2 separate regions of the Mus musculus genome follow, and region 1 is linked to region 2. Evidence: chromatin contacts called from public HiChIP or PLAC-seq data. All regions are on one chromosome and are shown on one strand. Each heading gives the region's core, a stretch centred on a gene start, on an enhancer-like site or on the middle of the called end of the contact. The rest is flanking DNA. Distances are from core to core; before and after follow the strand shown. Region 1 holds the start of Chchd7 (coiled-coil-helix-coiled-coil-helix domain containing 7). Region 2 overlaps Lyn (LYN proto-oncogene, Src family tyrosine kinase).

Evidence for each region. HiChIP or PLAC-seq counts read pairs in DNA pulled down with a chosen protein or histone mark.
Region 1: an H3K27ac HiChIP or PLAC-seq map of microglia shows a contact between it and region 2, with 4 times the contacts expected there. The contact joins the promoter of Chchd7 here to the enhancer-like site in region 2. A contact is called at or near these places in 1 of 39 promoter capture datasets (pre-B cells), 2 of 115 datasets of contacts at active chromatin or transcription factors (intestinal villus epithelium and microglia) and 3 of 9 other capture datasets (adipose tissue, liver and pancreatic islet).

Annotation. Positions count from the first base shown.
Region 1 is chr4:3,936,452-3,940,714 of GRCm38.p6, forward strand. Chchd7 (coiled-coil-helix-coiled-coil-helix domain containing 7) reads left to right here and starts at 2,437. Exons shown (of 5, transcript NM_181391.4): 1 at 2,437-2,680; 2 at 2,928-3,075. Plag1 (pleiomorphic adenoma gene 1) reads right to left here and starts at 1,954. Exons shown (of 6, transcript NM_019969.3): 1 at 1,763-1,954.
Region 2 is chr4:3,778,608-3,783,113 of GRCm38.p6, forward strand. Lyn (LYN proto-oncogene, Src family tyrosine kinase) reads left to right here. Exons shown (of 13, transcript NM_001111096.1): 11 at 2,306-2,459; 12 at 4,366-4,497. Among named protein-coding and RNA genes, the nearest start is that of Gm22781, 16 kb to the right of the region's middle. Within about 2 kb of position 2,439, at least 12 of the 459 cell types and tissues checked have an H3K27ac peak or open chromatin away from gene starts, as enhancers often do. A contact at or near this core is called in intestinal villus epithelium and microglia, where this site is marked.

The sequences.
Region 1 (4,263 bases), core at 1,187-3,686, 160 kb after region 2:
TTCTGCTGGGCTTGTTTATCCCTCCTCTCCCTCCATCACTCCTAAACGGGGGGTGCACTTGAGTAATGGAAAGAGAAGGCTCTTCCATCACCACACACTTCCAGCACCTCTGACTTTGGTCCTCTGTAAGTCTGCATAGGTGATGAAAACCCTAAGAAAAGAGAAGCTGTCCCTTTAAAATGCCCTGCTCTGTCCCAGATCCCACGTGGAACCAACATCAGCAGCACTTTCCCACTAACATCAATGTGATGCAAGAGGCACCATCCTTTTATATACATAAAACCAGAAAACTTCAGTCCAACATTCCTTAGTGAGGGCGAACAGGTGAAGCAAACGAGCCAGGAAGGGAGAAACCAAACAACTCCCCACCCCTCCCCAGAAGGTTCGCCAGTCTTGCCCTCCAGTCTCTCTGGGCAACAGCACCTTTCCACCCCTCCTCTGGAGAGCCCAGCTTAAAGAAAGGAGGGAGCCACTAACAAAACCCGAGGCATAAATGCGACGAAAATGCAATCTAAAGCCGGAAAGGTTTATTCTTCCAATCACACATATTAACTCTATTAAGAAAATGGCATCACTTTTTTTCCTACCCCAAAAAGCAACCTCCTCACAGATCATTAAAAGGGAGTTATAAAATAGCAAATATAGTGTTTATCTTATCTCAGATCAGTCCACATTACCAATAAGTTTAGTAGTTTCTGCACTACCACCTCCCCCTCCCTCCCCCTGCTTCTCTTGCATTGGATTTTCACGTTTTCTCATTGTCGGTGGAGTTATAAAAGGCTTTTGCCCTTCGAAAGTTTTAAAAAATAAATAAATATTAACTCCTTGGTCCCTGCAAAGTCCAAATGGACTTCAGGGGAAAGGCGGTTCACACTTTTACCTTTGGCGAGAAAGGGGGGCGCATCCCGGATTTTTAGGGATTTTTTGCGATTTTTTAACAATTTTTATTTGGTTATATGCCTGAGTTCTCCCTCCATTTTGGTTGTTTATGATACTGACAACAAGCTGTCCCTGCTCCGTCCCGATCTCCTGCTTTCATTTAGCACCCCCTCCCCCTACGCCCCCGTCGCCACCCGGCTGGGTCCGGCGCCCCGCGGACCCCGCACCCCGACTCGGCTCTCCCACCTGGGCAGGAGGGCAAAAACAAATGCATTTCTCCAGAAAAGAAAAACCTCTTCGGAAAAGGGGGCAAAGTTACCCCAAGTCACTCCCAGTACCCCCCAAATATTGCCGACCGCGGGTCTCCGCCAGGCCCTCTGGGAAGCGACCTTCCCCCGGGATGTTTTGGTGGAAAACGCGGAGAGTTTCCTCTCAAAACCGAATTTATATTAATTTTTCCCTTATTTTTCGGGTCTCTAATGTCTTCCGCTCTCTCTGCTGCCGCTGCCGCTGTCACAATATTCACAGCACCAGAGAGGAGGAGGAGGAGGAGGAGGAAAACTTTTCAAACTTTCCAGACCCTGAATAAAAGGGTTTTTTTTTTCCCACCGACCTCACCTTCGGGTCCCCAGTCGCGTCGCCCCCTGCCCTGTCAGCAGCGACCTCGGGAGTCCTTGCAGCCCCGCCGCACGATTTTATTTGATTTTTTATTATTATTTTTCTCTCTGGGGTCCTGAGCAGGGGCTGGGAGTAGCACAAACTTTTCCTCCTCCTGCCGCCGCCGCGGCTCCTCTGCCCCCTCGGCTAGTCCCATAATTTAAATAACCCTGATATTCCTCCCGCTAAACGCCTCCCCGCCGCCCCGGACCCCCGGAGAACTCACCGCGGAGCTTTAACATCCTCCCTCCGGCCCGTCCGCCGCCTTTACACCGCCCGCGGAATTTCTAATAATTTTTTTCTCATATTTCGGGCTGGACGCGGCGGGCCTGGAAATTGTTTCCTTACGCCTCTTTCCAGCAGCCATTGTAGTGTATGCGCTGCCCCTGCAGCTCAACTTGCAGCTGCCGCCGCCGCCGCCGCCGCCGCCGCAGCCGCCGACGTCGCGCCCACCGCCGCCTCCTACCCCCCCCCACCCCCCCCCCCGCCCGCTCGGCCGCCGCCCCCGCCCCCGCCCCGCGCCCGCCCGCCGGCCCGCCCTGGCCCCCGCCCGCCGAGGTGCCCGCCCTCCTCACGCTCCGCCCAGGGCCTGGCCAGTCCGAGCGGCCGCCGCCGGGTCCAGATGAGCTCATTGGTTGACGTGGCTGCCCATCAGGCCGAAGTGGTAAGAGCGATGCTGAAGGGCGGGGGGCGCGGTGGGGCGGGGAGAAGGCGGGGTCTCACGCCGTCCCACCCGCTCCTCCTGCTTGAGCCCTCCTCCCGCTGCCCGGGGGCGGAGCGAACTGAGCCCGCCCCAACCTCACAGAGTTCCGCGCGCCTGTCAATCTGGCAGCGGCGTGCGTGGATTGGACAAGCTGGAACGGGGGGCGCGGGGGCAGCACGTTGGGGTGCGCGCTACTTAAGGTCCTGCTGCGTGAGCCACTGACGTGTTTGGAACTGCAGCCGGCCCGGGTGCTGGCTGAGTGGTGGCCTGTGGTGAGTGGTCTCCGGCCCCTCCCTCCCTGGACAGCAGGCCCGGGACAGCACTGCGCCGAGGGCAGACCCTAGTTCGTGGCGCCAAACCCTCCGCGGCGCGGCATGCTCCTGCCGCTACTCACGCCACGCGATTCGTCCGGCCGGGGCAGCGGAAGGTGACCCCATGCAGGTCTGGGCACCCCGGATTGTGTCACTCCCCTCCTTGCCCTCCCCAGGTCCCCGCTCTACGCCGCCCCCTTCCTTCCCAGCCCCTTTTGTGGTGTTTACCTGTGCCCGCCCTCCACCGTCCGATTCTGCGGCGCGGCACCTCGGAAGGCGGTGCGGTCCGGGAGTTACATTCTTGGAGATTCGTCTCCGACCTCTCAGATCCCTGTGATGTGTACTTTGACATTTTGTCCCTGGTACTCTGTACCCAGGTTTATGGTGTGCTGTATTTCTGTTTCCGGATTTAACACTCACAGACCAGACTCTGAGAAGCCTGGGGGGCCTGGACTTGTTCAGTAACGTGCCCTTCCCCCACTGCGGATCAAAGCTGCGAAGAGTGGGAAATCAGGAACTTTTTTGGTAAGCAGTTTGCCCTTTAGAGTAGATTTTAGCACTATTTCTCAGATGTGCTGTAGGTTTGCAGTCTTCCCTCAGGCTGGTTTTCTTTCTGAATGTCATCTTGGAAGTAGTACAGTGTTGTAACAGTTGTTCACTCCTGCACCTTCAAAAAGTAAACAGATAAGGCCTCTTTAGCAGGGCACTCCATCTTGTCCTTCAGCCACACTCCTCCATGTAAATTGACATTTCCTCTTCCTTTTCTGTTAACACAGGAATTCATACGAAGGAGGTGACATTAGGAAAACCATGTTTATAGTGCATTTAGTATCCAGAATAAAAAGCAGTAAAACGGGAATAGCCTGAAGCAGCAAATTTGATGCCTGTTTTGTGTGGATACTTTTTAAAAGAATTTCTGGCTGATGATAATGAAACAACAGAATCTCATGATCAGGACGCAGTGTGAATTGTGTTCGTATCAGATTGTCGAGATTATTATATGCATGAACGATCAAGCGGAGCTCTGTGGGAGACATGAAGAGAAGACTGTAGATTTTCTTAGTTCTGGTATTCTCTCAGGAAGAGGCAGTCTTGTAAACTATCTTCCGAAGAGGAAAGGCTTCTAGAGATAGTTGGACTTTGTACTGAGTGCCCTTCCTGTCAAGACGCTTCTACTGGCTGGGTATTTTCAATGAAGTTCATGGCATAAATGATTATTTGGTGATTACTGAAAGTTAAAGGACTCAGAGTAATCAGATTCTATCTCCGGGAAAAGTTGGGCTCCTTTAGCTTAGACATCCCGATCTTTACCAGAATGGAAGAAGTTGGACTGGATGGCCATTGATTCAGAATATGTTCACTTCTTAAGAGTTTATGGGCTTGAATTACTTTTCTGGAATATACATTATTTTGTTTAACATTGTTTTTGGTGACATTTCATACAAAACGTTGGACTTCTCTGAAAAGGCCCATGCATGTTTGTTTTGTTCTGTTTTTTAATTCAGTAGAGTTGTGTACTTCATACTGCCTTATTTCTCTGGCATCTGCTTTGATTTTTCGGTAGAAAAGTGATTAAACTAGAGTAGCATTTGGGTGTGTAAGCCAGATCAGCCCCTTAAGCTAAGTAGAGGACGTTTTTTCAAAGATGGTGGGTGGCTCATCAATACCTTATCGATATATTGAGATAAATGAAGCCCTTTCTCAAATAATTGT
Region 2 (4,506 bases), core at 1,189-3,688:
AGTTGTGTAACAACTGCTTGGCCCATTCTTCTGCTTAGTCCCAGCACGCTCTGCACTCTTCCACTTTCTTTGGCTTTAGTAAGTTTGCCTAAGGTTGGTGTGTCAGCGCAGTAAGAATAACTGAGGCATGATATATAAAATAAATAAATAAATCTTAAAACAAAAACAAAACCTTAGCTCATTTTACTGAGGGAGATTAGTAACAGCAGCAAAGTTGCACTAGATAAAAGTGAAATAGAAAAGATATACAGTGCGGCCTTTGTCTTAGAGGTGTTTATTATCTGGTTGCCGTGACAACAGTAAGCACCTGAACAGAATAAAAACAAAGGTAAAGCTACAACCCTTAGCTGCCAGTAGTGTTTGTGCAAAACAACACTGTAGAACAGGAGAAAGGTTCAGGGTGGGACTTGGTTGACTCTGGAAGGGGACCCAGGATGAGGCCTGGAAGGAAAGGAAGTGCTAAAGAGCTGCTCCTTTGCTGAGCAGTAGAGGGCAAGGGACTTGAGTGGGCTTCACAGCATGATGTAATGAGGCTGCTGCTCACAGTGATGGAGGAGTCTGGTCCTTCCAGATGAGCTGCTGCAGTTTAAGGCAGAATCTGGGGGGCAATGGACTCTATTAGAAGTAATCCTAATTGGAAGTGACTTCTAACTCTCTTAAACACACACACACAAACATACAGACAAGCACACACAAACACACACACACACACCATAAGCCTGCACACAAGCAAACACACGTAAACACACACACAAGCACACACAAACACACATCACAAACATGCACACAAACAAGCAAACACAAACACACACCACAAACATGCACACACACAAGCACACACAAACACGCACCACAAACATGCACATAAACAAACACAAATAAACACATACAAGCACACATGCACACACACCTTCATTCCTTATCCTTGACTGTAATTTGGTGGAACAATCCTCTAATTTATTTTAGAGCTCTGCCACACTTCCTGCCAGCACTAAGTGGCACCTTCTTCTCTCGAGGTCATTGTCTATTGGAATCCTTCATTCTGCCTCATGCCCTTGCTTTGTTGTCAGAGTATATTCAGTTCATCTTGAGGGACTGTGCTCAGAGGCTCTGGAGAGCTGGACCTACAGCTCTTCCTTAGCAAGATCTTGATAGAGTGAGTCTTACTAACAAGCACAGCCCTCATGTCCTGGTGCCTTATAATGAACTTGTATTATTAAAAATTCAATTTCTTCACTTCTTTTGTCTTAGTTCTGGTTTCTACCACAAATCATCATGGACTGCATGGCTCACACAACAGGCATTTACTTCTCAGAGTTCTAGGGATGTCCGGGAGGAAGTGCCAGCACATTCAGTTCCTGGCTCAGGCATGCACACATGCATGCACACATGCATGCACACACACACATTCTCCCTTAACAGCTATGGCTACCCAAGGTGGAAGGGACCAGGAAGCTCTCTGTGGTCTCTTGTGTAAGGACACCAAGTCTTCCATGATGCCCTGACTTATTACTTTACAACTGCCAACACATAAGGATCATATTGAGGGTCAGGGTATCAATATATGAATTTGGGGGCTACAACATCCAGAGAATAGCATATATTTCCTCACTTAAGAATCTAAGATTATGCCGGGCAGTGGTGGCGCATGCCTTTAATCTCAGCACTTGGGAGGCAGAGGCAGGTGGATGTCTGAGTTCAAGGCTAGCCTGGTCTACAAAGTGAGTTCCAGGACAGCCAGGGCTATACAGAGAAACCCTGTCTCGAAAAACTGAAAGAAAGGAAAAAAAAAAAAAAAAAAAAAAAAAAAAAAAAAAAAAACCAAACCAAAACCCATTACCATGGGGCTAAAAAGATAGCTCAGTAGTTAAGACCACAAACTGCTGTTAGAGAGGGCCCAAGTTCAGTTCCCCGTTCTCATGTTGGGCTGCTCTCAACTGCCTGCAACTCCAGCTCCAGGGGATCTGATGCCCCCTTCTGGCTTCTATGAGCAACTACATGCAATGTTTACACTGTCACACAAAAGATGCACAAACACACACATACACATATGAACACACACAGAGACATACAGATAATAAAACCTTCTTTGAAGTTATCATCATTGTAGATGTTAGGGACAGATTTTAGAAAGGATTCTAAGGGTGACTTTAGCACTATCTTAAAAATGTGAACAACAGGAATAATAATACACATGAAAGAATCTCAAAAGCTCAAGTTCTGTGTTTGTGTTTGTTTTGTTTTTCTTGATGGCCAACCATGACAGCCTATCTAGAATACAAGCCTGAGCCCCTTCTATTTGCAGATTGCAGAAGGCATGGCGTACATCGAGCGGAAGAACTACATCCACCGTGATCTGCGAGCTGCTAACGTCCTGGTCTCTGAGTCACTCATGTGCAAGATTGCAGACTTTGGCCTCGCGAGAGTCATCGAAGATAACGAGTACACAGCAAGGGAAGGTATGTGTGCTGGGCCACAGAGGCCATCTCACTGCAGGCTTGTGCTCTGCTTTCCACACTTTGACCCCCGTGCCTGATGCCCTCCTGTTTCTCCACCCCCAATTCCACCAAGTGTTCTCTCTGTTCCCACAGTCCTCACGTCTACCTTCAAGACAGGGGGTTGCTGTGTAACAAGATTCATAAACAGTAGCAACTATTTTCTTCTTCGCTGTTTCTTAGATAAGGGGTTGTTTTACTCTTTGGTACTGGGGATCAATGGACTAGGGCCTCGTGCTTGCAAGGGAAGAGCTCAACCACTGAGTGGTAGCACGGTCTTGCTGTGTAACCCAGGCTGGCCTCAAACTCTAAATCCTGCTGCCTTAGCTTCCCAAGTGCTGGGATTACACAGGTGTGTACATCCAGCCTCGTATTTCAATTCGTCAAACTAAAACAAAACTGAATTGGCAAAATTAAGATTCTTTTTTTTTTTTTTAGCCTGTCAGGTAGATTTTTTCTCTCAATAATAAAGTATGTGTGCTTCCCTGAACTGCAGAGACGTTTGTTACACTCATTCAATGCTGCAGACCACTGATGACAGACCTCAGCTGTTCTGCAGCTCTAGAGATCACTCTGTAAGGGGCTGAGTCTGGATCCGCACCAGAGAATCCGGCTTCTAAGTACATGAGCAAGAACCGAGTCCACTGGTTTGTTGATACCAGCAAGCAGTGAGTCTTTGAAAAATACCAGAAAGGTACAAAGATCATAAGGAACATGTTAGGATTGAACCAAATAGAAAGTGGTAACATGGAGATGCTCTCAGTCTCTGCATCTCTGTCCTCCCATCATGCAGCACTGCTCCAGACTGTCTGGCAATAGTCCAGGAATCAGTGATACGCTCCAGCACACAACAGGTGTACACAACTGTCTTTATTGCTCTTGTAGGGACTTCCAGTTTTAGTAAGGCACTTCAAAAGAAAACTCATGCAAAGACATAGTAAAGGTAATGTCTTCAAGCAATGGCTATGAACCCTTAGCAGTTCCATGAATGATCAAGTTACAGTCTGTGCCAAGTCTTGCTTTCCTTTAAGGAAATTATATATAATTCTGGCTGTGGATATAGTTCAGTGGTCAAATGTGTACTTAGCATTCATCCCCAGCACTAGAAGTTAAGTAGGCAAATTTAAATGAAATATAAGATGTATCCATGGAAACTTAGAATGGGCCCATTAAGGAAAAACCTGAACTGTTTTATAGAGGTTTGGTTTGACATTTTCATAGGTTTGTTTGGTTTGGGTTTTTGAGATGTGATCCTGCATTGCTTTCCAGGTTAGCTTTAAATTCCTTTTTTTTTTTTTTTTTTTTTTTTTTTTTTTGGTGTTTTGAGACAGGGTTTCTCTGTATAGCCCTGGCTTTCCTGGAACTCATTTTGTAGACCAGGCTGGCTTCGAACTTAGAAATCTGCCTGCCTCTGCCTCCCGAGTGCTGACTGCTGAGATTAAAGGTGTGTGCCACCATGCCCAGCTCTAACTTTAAATTTCTTGTACCAAGAGATGCTCCATCCCTCCGCTGAGAATACAGGTGCATGTCAGCATGCTAAACTCTAGATAAAAATTTCAACACATTTGAAAGGCCAACAATATAAGAAAATTGTATTTGCACTGTACACCATGCCCTTTTGTGTTTAAAGTTGAACTGGCTACAGTGCCCCATAGAGGTTCCAGAAGAAACTGCTTCTAAGGAGGGGAGGACCCAAAAGGGATATGCAAGAAAGGGAGGTGAACAAATTTGACACCACATCCATTTTGATTGTATCTTTTCTATTCCAAGTAAATTACTTAAATTTCAAAAAAAAAAGTCAAAGAAGAAAATTACTCATAACCCATCATTAGCTTGAACTCTGAGTAGGAGCCCACATCTTCCTCCTCAGGTGCGAAGTTCCCTATCAAGTGGACAGCTCCAGAGGCCATCAACTTCGGCTGCTTCACTATCAAATCTGACGTGTGGTCCTTCGGAATTCTCCTGTATGAGATTGTCACCTATGGGAAGATTCCCTACCCAGGTATCATTT